3 separate regions of the Sus scrofa genome follow, and regions 2 and 3 are each linked to region 1. A link is a contact called in public Hi-C and HiChIP or PLAC-seq data. All regions are on one chromosome and are shown on one strand. The core of a region is the stretch at or near the end of the contact, and the rest is flanking DNA. Distances in the headings are between cores, read along the strand shown.

What was found. Hi-C and Micro-C count contacts between places; a contact is called where the count stands out from the background. HiChIP or PLAC-seq counts read pairs in DNA pulled down with a chosen protein or histone mark.
Region 2: a contact with region 1 is called in a Hi-C map of skeletal muscle, with 3 times the contacts expected there. The contact joins the promoter of CDK2AP1 here to the promoter of KMT5A in region 1. A contact is called at or near these places in 1 of 5 promoter capture datasets (liver) and 2 of 47 Hi-C or Micro-C datasets (heart right ventricle and skeletal muscle).
Region 3: an H3K27ac HiChIP or PLAC-seq map of skeletal muscle shows a contact between it and region 1. The contact joins the promoter of LOC102160998 here to the promoter of KMT5A in region 1. A contact is called at or near these places in 1 of 5 promoter capture datasets (fetal liver), 3 of 47 Hi-C or Micro-C datasets (retroperitoneal adipose tissue and skeletal muscle) and 2 of 2 datasets of contacts at active chromatin or transcription factors (alveolar macrophages and skeletal muscle).

The regions. Positions count from the first base shown.
Region 1 is chr14:29,541,636-29,545,070 of Sscrofa11.1, reverse strand. KMT5A (N-lysine methyltransferase KMT5A) reads left to right here and starts at 1,555. Exons shown (of 7, transcript XM_021072264.1): 1 at 1,555-1,687.
Region 2 is chr14:29,628,989-29,632,385 of Sscrofa11.1, reverse strand. It overlaps CDK2AP1 (cyclin dependent kinase 2 associated protein 1), which reads right to left and starts at 1,302. Exons shown (of 4, transcript NM_001190166.1): 1 at 993-1,302. The coding sequence starts at 1,047.
Region 3 is chr14:29,422,679-29,426,042 of Sscrofa11.1, reverse strand. It overlaps LOC102160998 (collagen alpha-1(I) chain-like), which reads left to right and starts at 1,542. Exons shown (of 2, transcript XM_005670587.3): 1 at 1,542-2,495. The coding sequence starts at 1,564. It overlaps RILPL1 (RILP-like protein 1), which reads right to left and starts at 1,923. Exons shown (of 7, transcript XM_001925355.7): 1 at 1,092-1,923. The coding sequence starts at 1,400.

The DNA.
Region 1 (3,435 bases), core at 306-2,805:
AAGTACCTTCTCCCTTAAGACTCTCTTATTTAGGGTATAACCTAAAGCCACCAACTCAAAGAGGACTTCTCTGACTTCACCAATCTATAGAAGTAATGATCTCCCCAATCACACTCTGTAAAATTCCCTATTTTCATTTCACTCATAGCATTAATCACTACTTAATATTATCTTTTAAAATGTGGCTTCTTGTTTGTTTCTTCCCTAAAAAATATGAGAATGGGGAGTTTGCTGCTGATCAATAGTTGAGGACTTGGTGTTGTCACTGCTGTGGCTTGGACAACTGCTGTGGCTCAGGTTTGATCCCTGGCCTAGGAACTTTGACATGCCAAGGGTGCAGCCAAAAGTAAATTTAAAGAAAAATGGTAGATCTGTCTTATTTGCCACTGTATCCTTGGGGGACCAGACATTCCAATAAATGCTGAATTAATGCATTTTAGAGAAAGTAAAAACCTCTAAGTATTTATGGAAGCTGGAAGGAATCTTGGAGATCACAGACCAACTCCAAGATTTGACAGCTGTGTAAGCTGAGCTTCGGAGAGCTGAAATGACATACCAAAGGGCCCACGGTGAGTGACAGAATGGTCACTTTCTGCTTTTCACATAACATCACCTCATTTTGCTCTCCCTGCTTTCCTGGTGCAATGACAGGGTCTTTGGGCAATAGTGGGCCTTCCAAAATTTTTTTGGGAACCAAAGAGAGAGAATGGATGAGTGACCTCTGCTCATATCTCCAGGAGGGGTCCCCAGGAAAGAGCTGTAACTGGACACTTTAACTGTGTTCAAAGCAAAAAATACCCACGACACCTGTGTTTCTCTGGGAACTTACCAACCGAGGCTCTCCCAGAGTGGGAAAAGGTGCAGAGTTGTTTCCCTAGGGTTAAGGTAGCCCTCTAGTGGACTAACAGTCAAAAGACTGATCTAGGACCTGCAATTAAACTGCTGGTGACATTGGGCAGCAAGTAAGTTACTTGTTAAAATTGGTCCTCTGTTTCCCCATCTCTAAAATGGTTGGGATATGCTGGGCTAGGATCGCTGTGGACTGAGAATTTGACTCAGTTGGTAGGAGCCGTGCCCGCGGGCTTTGAATATTGGAACAGACTCGATAAACCTTTCAACTCGATAAACCTTGACCTGCTGGAATGGTCAAGGTGCTGCAGATGTTAAACTGCTGGGGGCTAGGCTTCCCAGGTCATAAGGGGAGGTCGAGGGGTCAAAGGTCGTGTTCCGGTCAAACCCACTAAAAACCGGAAGTCCCGAGTGGGTCTACTCAGAGCTGGGGCCTCCAGCCACATGACTAAACCTTCCGAGGCGGAGCTTCAGCAGCCGGAGAGGGCGGAGTTTGGGGGCCTCCCAATGGCAGCGTCGGTGTCCTTCCAGTGCAACCTATCAACGTGGGGCGACGGTAAAATTTAAACCCCCCCCTCCTCTGGGACCTGTCCTGAAAGCGTTTGTAGAAAGTGCGGCCACTCGCCCCGCCCCTGCCATGGAGGCGGGGAGAAGGGCGGGCTTTCGCTCTCAAGTTCGCCTATCATAGCTGGCAATTTGGGGAGAGGCAGGCGCTGGCGCCAATCAGCGCAGCAGCCGGTACCCGGCGGAGCAGTTGGCTACAGTTGTTGCAACTTTTTTCGAAAGCTGCGTTTCCCGGGAGATCCTATGCGGTGACAGAGCGGGGCTATGGCTAGAGGTATTGGCCCAAGTGGCCAGCGCCGGGGCAGCTGCGGTGGGGGGTCGCGCTGGAGGCGGGACTGAGGTAGCGGGAGTGGCGGCGGGGAGGCGCTCTGCCGCGGGCTGCTCGGACCGAGCGCGGGGACAGGTGGGGGCGCGGGGGGAGGGGCTGCGGAACCTTCTCATCCCCACCCTCGCTCCGGTACCCCCCCAGAAACCCGTTCCACTCCCGTTCCTCGGTTTTCCCTCTCTAAACTGTGGGCACTCGGTGGCCTGCCTCTCCGGAGGCAATGGGGCCATATGTCAAAGCTGTTTGGAAACTAAAGCGCAGGGCACCTCCAGGGAATGGTTGTTATTGATACAAATAGGGGAGAGAGCGAGGCATCGTCTGCTTAGGGGTTCTCTCTGGTTGGGAAGGAAAGCAACCCGGAGGCGAGGGCGCAGATCGGTAATTTACAAGGTGGGGAGCGCGTCGGAGTGGACACCGCGGCGGGCGCCTTCCCCACAACCTGAGTCAGCTCTGCGCCGCCGGGCGGGGACGGGCCCCGCTGGCCCACTTTGGGTTGACACGGGTCCCCTGCCACCTCCTGGGGCGGCCCTTCTCCCCATAGCTGATCAGGACTTTTGCCCACGGGACAAGGCTTGGTGGGATTGTGCAGCCGCGAGGGAAGTGAAGTCCCTGTCTGAAGTTCCTTGTACAGTTTACTGGCAGAATAGTAAGACCCATGTTATGCGGCAAAGTGATCTCCAACCGCTGATCACGTCCAGCTGCTGTGTCTCCTTCATGCAAAAACTTGAGCGTGACGATTCACTTGAATTATTATTTAAAAGAAGTTGAGGTTTAACATTTTCTCAAAAGTCCAAGTTCTTACATATTAGTAGGAATTTGCCTTAATGCAGTATCTTCCTTTTGTGATCATAATGAATAAAATAAGGATTCATTTAGCAAATATTTATTGGGCTTCTCTGTTTTCAGCCCCTGCACCCAGTTGCATCATTTATTCTCCCAGCTTCCCTTTAGGGTCTTTTGGGACATGACTTACCTAGATTATGATTAAGAAATGAGGCAGGAGTTCCCGTCGTGGCGCAGTGGTTGAAGAATCCGACTAGGAACCATGACGTTGCGGGTTCGGTCCCTGCCCTTGCTCAGTGGGTTAATGATCCGGCGTTGCCATGAGCTGTGGTGTAGGTTGCAGACGCGGCTCCGATCCTGCGTTGCTGTGGTTCTGGCGTAGGCTGGCAGCTACAGCTCCGATTAGACCCCTAGCCTGGGAACCTCCATATGCCGCGGGAAGGGCCCAAGAAATAGCAAAAAAAGACGAAAAAAGAAAAAAAAAAAAGAAAAGAAATGAGGCATAGTGAACTTCACAAGAGCTTCACAACCCAGTCCACAGAGAAAACTAAGACGCCTTAAATGTTTTTCTTCAGAAATGCATTAAGCATCTAAAAGTATATCTAATAATATCTGACTAATTTATCTGACATAGCTTAATAAATCTATGCATCCCTGATTCATTTTTCCCATCACAGCAAAATCATTTAAACTACCTGTTTCAGCAGTAGTGCATTAAAAAAAAGCTTGCTTTAACTAAATTAATCTTTGGGGGAAACACAACTCTGCCATTGAAATACTTAAATACTTAATATGGGAAAATAATAATTACCATTGAGGGCCAGGCACTTTATTATGTAAGTTAATCTTTACAACCTGTTATTTCCATTTTTCAGAGGTGGAAGCTGAAGTCCAAAGTCACTGTCCAGGCTCAG
Region 2 (3,397 bases), core at 53-2,552, 88 kb before region 1:
AATCACCCCCGAACCCCACAATTTTACCCTCCCCTCCCCCCGGTGCCTTTCGTCCTTGGGAGGAGACCCTGGACACAGCCTAAAGCTGCCTGACAACTTCTGGAGGAGTTTCCTGGGACCGTCCAGTTCCAGCCCCAAGGAAGGGAGAGGACGGCCCCTAGGCTTCTGCGGGAGGGGACCTTCCAAACCCAGAGTTGGGGGCTCAAGATGCGGGGCCCCGAAATGCGGGCCCCAGGCCGAAATGCCGCCCCCACCCTCCGCCTGCAGGCACTCCGAAACCCCGGGTCTTCAACTTCGCTCATTCTGCCGCACACGCCTGAGGGGACCTTGCCGCGAGCCCCATTTTGGGCACCCCGCTCCCACGCGCCAGGCCGAGCCGCCACCGATGATGTCCCCTGCACCGCCGGTGACCCCAGCGGCCCCGGGCCCTCAGGGCGGGCTGCACTTGGCACGCTCGCCACCCCGCAGCGCTGCCGCGCGTGGCCTAACCTTGCTCACGTGCACGCAGCAGTCTCGGCCCCCGCCCGGGCTTGACCCCCGCTCCCCAAGGGCGGCCCGCGCCCCGCTCCCGGAGCCCCGCTCCCCGCGCGGCCCGGCCGCTCCCGACTCCCGCCGGCAGGGGCCCTCGCCGAGCCGCCCAAAAGCCGGAGGAAAACGGAGCCGAGAAAGCCTCCCCCGCCCTCGCTCGCCGCGCTCCCCGCGAGCCCTCAGCCGCCGGCGTGGGGGGGACCGCGGCGGCAGCCAGCGCCCCGGGCCCCGGCCCGGCCCGAGGCCCGGCGCGGCACAGGGCGCACCAGCGAACTTTGGCGGCGTGGGCGCCAGAATCATGGCGGCGGCGGCGGCGGCCCCGCTGCCCCGGGCCGGGACCCGGTGCCTGCCACCCCCGGCCGCCGCGGGTCCCCGGGAGCCGGGGCCGGGGCCGGGCGCGCGGGCCCTCAACTTGGCCGCACTTGGGGCGCGGCGCACGCGGCCCGCAGGGCGCACTCACTTACCGGCGTTGAGGGAGGCGGCGGGCATGTGCGCGGTCAAGTTCGGTTTGTAAGACATCCCCCCGAGCGGCGGGGCGCGCCGGGGCGCAGCGGGGCCAGGCCCGCGAGGGCGACGGCGGCGGCGAGGCCGGACGGCGGCGAGGCGGCCCCGGCGTCCGTGCGCCCGTCCGTGCGCCCGCCGAGCTCCCGCGCACTTTTTGTTGTTGACGGCTCGGGCCGCACCGGCAAATATGGCCGTCCCTCACCCTGACACCCGCTGCAGTATATCACCCATACATCGGGCGGGCGCGCGGGCGCAGGGGCGGCCGCAAACTTTGAGCGGAGCCAGCGGGGCCGGCCCGGGCCGGGAGGGGGCGGCCCGGCGCGCCGCGGCCCGGCGTCAGGGGGCGGCTCCGCCCGCTGCCGCGCCCCGCGCCTCCGGGCGCGCTCGGCGCCCGCAACTTGGCAAAGTTTGGGGGGCTGGGGTCCCGGCGGCGCCCGAGGCCCGCGTGGGTCCCTTTCTTCTTCTACGCAGGCGGCGCCTGAAGATTTGTTCTTTTACCGATTAATTTTTTTAATAGCTAGGTAGGATTGCAGAATTACTTTTTTCCCCCTGGACTGTGGGGGCAGGGATGGAAAATTACCTGGAGAAAATGGTGGCGAGTGGTATTTTTAAGCGCGTAGATCTTTCCAGACGCCAAGGTCTGGCTACACCCCAGAGTAAGAACAACCAATTTTTGACATTGATTTCAAATAAATTTCACGTCCCTGTCGGTATTAAGTGGTTTTAACCCTTTAGGGGCCTAGACACCTTTGAGACTGTACAAAAGCCAGCAGCCTCCTCCCCTGGAAAATACACCCGAACATTCACACAATTTTGCATCTTAACACATTCAGATACTTAAGAAGCGCCTACTGTGTGCGGTGCACTGTTCCAGGTGCTAAAGATACAGAATAAACTTGACAAAGTTTCTTCTCTCCTGGAGAATTTTTTTGCAATTTTTGACTCTCCTCTACCCCCACCCCAGCCCACTTCTCAGATCTGACTGAAACACAATCACCAAATGTATTTTGCATTAGGTGATGAAGCTTTTGAAGGTATTATTTCTTGGAGTTCTGCTTGAATAGTAAATCTTGTCAAAATACAAGAGATGCCCACCCTTTTCTGCCCTTTGTAATCGCCATGCTTTGCCGAATTTTTTTGATTAGCCACAGACATTCAGATACATCCGGATCTACTGAGGAAGGCATCAACCTTTTTGCCTGAAAGCAAAGGGACACCATCCATGCCTTCCCTCCATCCCTTTAGGAATGAAGGTACAGGTGACACTCCCTTCTCAGCACCCCTTGTGATAAGCTTTAGGCTGGTTCAGCCAAGAATGTTCAGTGATTCTGCTGTTAGGCACCGGGGACTATATCCAATCGCTTGTGATAGAACATAATGGAAGATAATGTGAGAAGTGTGTGTAAGTATATATATATATGTGTGTATGTATGTATATATGTATGAATGACTGAGCTCTTTGCTGTACAGCAGACATTGACAAGAACATTGTAAATCAACTATAATAAAAAAAAATTTTTTAGGTGTTCCCATCATGGCTCAGCGGCAACAAACCCGACTAGTATCTATAAGGATGCAGGTTCGATCCCTGGCCTTGCTCAGTGGGTTAAGGATCTAGCATTGCCGTGAGCTGTAGTGTAGGTCACAGACTCGGCTCAGATCCTGAGCTGCTGTGGCTATGGCATAGGCTGGCAGCTATAGCTCTGATTCAACCCCTTAGCCTGAAAATTTCTATATGCTACGGGTACAGCCCGAAAAAGACAAAGACAAAAAAAAAAAAAAAAAAAACACGTTTTTTTTTAAGAATGCTCAGTGAAATTTTTTTCACGAATAAATTAATATCACCCTTTTGCTACCCTGCCTCTAGAGGACCAGTACTCTAGAGTAGCATTGTCTAAAAGAAAAGTATTGCAGGCCACGCAAATAATTTAAAAGTTTTAGTAGTCACATTTTAGAAAGTAAGAACTGGTGAAATTAATCTCAATTATAACATAGTTTATTTAACATAATATACCCCAAAATGGTATGATTTTGATACATAATGAATATAAAGCAATTATTAAGATACTTTACATTCTTTTTTATGATACTAAACTCTTCAAAACCCAAACTGTATTTTACCCTTACAGCTCATCCTTATTCAGACTGGCCACAGGTCAAGTGCTCAGTAGCCATGATAGCTAGCGATTTTCCTGTTGAACCAGTGAAGGGCTAGAAACTACAAGAATTGGACTCATAAGGTATTCATTCTGGCTCCATCACCTGCCAGCTGTTTGACAAAACCTCCATTTCCTTGCAGCAAGAATCCAGATCTCTGTGGCCTGCCTCAGTCCCTTCTACAGATGCTGTGGGCTCTTTTCTTTCT
Region 3 (3,364 bases), core at 293-2,792, 120 kb after region 1:
GTGGCTAGAGGTCATATCCTCTTGGCTCTGGAGGGTTCTAGAGGAGGATGAAGAAAGGGGCCTGGTGTCCTAGCTTCTTAGGTGACACTGAAGGGCAGAGGGACTTATTTCATTTCTGGAAAAGAATAACATTACTTAAGCACTCAATTTTTTATTATTTTTTTGTCTGTGTCTGCAGCATGTGGAGGTTCTGGAGCCAGGAGTCGAACCCTTCCCACATAGCAACCCAAGCCACTGCAGGGACAGCTGGATCCTTAACCTGCTGAGCCTCAGCGGGAACTCCTAGCTAAGTACTTTAGAAAACATCCCATTTAATTCTCTTTTTTCCTTTAAATTTGCCATTTTAACTTTTTTTTTTTTTTTTTTTTTTTGGCTGCACCTGCATGCTTAAGTTTCTGGGACAGGGACTGAATGTGCACCACAGCAGTGACAATACCAGGTCCTTAACCCACTTAGCCACCAGGAAACTCCCCCATTTAATTCTTTTTTCTTTTTTTTTCTTTTGCTATTTCTTTGGGCCGCTCCCGTGGCATATGGAGGTTCCCAGGCTAGGGGTCCAATCGGAGCTGTAGCCACCGGCCTACGCCAGAGCCACAGCAACGCAGGATCCGAGCCGCGTCTGCGACCTACACCACAGCTCACGGCAACGCCGGATCGTTAACCCACTGAGCAAGGGCACGGACTGAACCCTCAACCTCATGGTTCCTAGTCGGATTCGCTAACCACTGCGCCACGACGGGAACTCCCCCCCATTTAATACTTAAAAGGTGGATCCTATTAGTATCACCATCTGATATGTGGGGAAATAAAGCACAGAGAGGTTAAATAACTTACTCAAGGTCACACAGCTATTAAATGGTAAAAGTAGGACCGGAACTTAGGTCTGACTCCAAAGAACTACCCTTAATCTCTGGGGGTGGTATATGCCAGGTCCCCTAGACTGGGCAAAAGAGGGCCGGGGCCTCCATCCCTATCCCTGTTGCCTATTCTCTGTGTACACATAAGTGTCACCTACAGTTGTCCTATACGAAAGGGCCCCTAGGTCCCAGCTGCTCCATTGCCCGGATGGGCAGACTGAGGCTACTGCCCACCTTCTGGTGCTTGCGCTCCTTCTCGATGCGGTCCATCCTCTCCAGGCGCAGACGATCCAGCTCGAGGCGCAGCTCGTCCAGCTCTGGTGCGACGTGGTGGCGGCTGACCAGCACCTCCAGGATCTCCAGGACGCGCACGACCTTGGGCATGAGGCGCGCGATGGCCTCGCAGCCGTGCTGGTCGATGACCCGCTCGAACTCGTGGCCCACGAGCGACGCGATGTCGTACACGTCCATGACGGTCAGCTCCGCCACATTCTTCTCCAGCGCTGACTCGGCTGCTAGCGCCGACCCCCGGTCCTCCTCCATGGCCCCCCGCCCGGCCTCTCCCTCACCCCGCAAACTAGTGCAACTCCCAAACTTGCCGCTGTCGAGGGCAGCGCCGGGCCGGGCCCACCTCCCTCTGCCGCCGCCGGCCCGCGCTTAGCTGGTCCTCCGGCGAGGGCGCACCGGGCGGGCGGCGGGCGTCGGCATGGGCGGAGGCGACCGGCCGGGAGCCAGAGGTCAGCGCGCCGGGTGCGGGTCTCCGCGCCCCGCTCGGCCCAGAGCCTGCTCCCCAGTGGGGGGAGAAGGAGGAGGAGACGGAGGCGAGGAAAGCGCGCGCGTGCGCAGGCCCGCGGCGCCTCCCAAGTTGGGAATCCGAGTTGGGCGCAATGGAGGCGCGGGGTCTAGCTGGAGAGGGGGCCCCCACTGCCCTCGGAAACAGTCCTCGCCCGAAGCTCGCCCACACGCCCGGGGCCTGGAAAGGAAGGGCGGCCGCGGCTCCTCCGGGAAACTTTGTCCGCGGCGACGCTGGGTGACCGGCTCCCCCCGCAGGGATGCCACGCGCCCCGCCCTGATCCCGGCCTGGAGAGGGGCGCGCCCAGCTTCCGCCGCCCGAGGGCGCCCTGGGGCCCCCACGGGCACCGCACCCCCACCCGCCGACTCCGCAGCCCCCCGCCCCCCCGGACCCCCAGCTCCACCCGCGGGACCTTCCTTCCCGCCTGCAGCCGGATCCCCCAGCGTGTCCGGAGGCGCCACCCCCTCCTCGGGCCCGGTCCTGGCTCCTCCTTTCCCACTCCCGCCTGGAGGGGTCAAACTAGCCCGGAGGAGAGGGAGTGGAGGCGGTGGGGATGGGGGTCGCCGGTCTCTGGACGATTCACAGCGTCAGCGGGCAGCCCCAGCTTTGGAGAGAAAAGGAGGGTTCCGGAGGTGGACTATGGGGTGGGGAGTCGAGGACCCGCCTCACCGACCTGGTCACCAGGCAGACCTGGCGACGCCAGGCCCTGTGCTCCAGGAGAGGCGCCCGGGAGAAGGGCAGAAGAGTGGTGCGGTCCTCTGGTCCCTGAGCCGCCGGGCTACGCTGCCTGCCGGGCCACGTCCATTAGTGGCTCCTTATGACATAAACACCACTTCACAGAGAAGGTGAGGCCGGGGTTTGGATTTCAGCTTTCTTGTCCCGAGCCCTCTTTCTTTTGACCTGGCTAAATCCGCTAGTCCATCAGACCACCCATCCCCGCCCAGGTGAGCCTTCCCTGAACCCACAACCCCACCCTTCGCACCCTCACGCATGGGTAATTAGGGACCTGCTTTTGCATCCACACAGCCTGCTGCCTACTCCCATAAAACTGCTCTTAGCACAGTGAGTTTTAACGTAGTTACAGGTAGCCTCCCCCATCAGATTGTGAGCTCCTTGAAGGCAGGAAAAAAAAAAAAAAAAACCTTTAATGTCTTTGTAGCTATAAAATCCACCCCAACCTGATACATGTGGATTAAAACTGAAGACTTTCAAAGTTTAAAATGTACTGAGAGTGGGTTAAAGATCAGGTATTGCTGTGAGCCGTGGTGTAGGTCGCAGACAGGGGTGGGATTCCACATTGCCCTGGTGTAGGCTGGCAGCTGCAGCTCCCATTCTACCCCTGGCCTGGGAATTTCCATACCCCGCAGGTGCAGCCCTAAAAAGCAAAAAATTAATAAATTAAGTAATTAAAATGCACTGAGCATTTGCTTCATATTTAGTTTAAAAATATATAGTGTTTACCATGTGCCAGATGTTATTCTAGGTCTATTATAAATATTTCCTCATTTACTCCATGGCTTTTCAAAAGTGGCCTAAGGACCACTGGGGTTCCCCACTACCCAGAGTCTCTTTGAGGTCCCTTTTGCTAGCTATGTATCAGTGAGAGCCTAGATGTTCTTCATATTCTTAACACTACACAGCCTATCATGATAGACTGAATATGCAGATGGAGATTTGAAGATCCAGATCTCTAATAAGGAACTAGACATTAAAG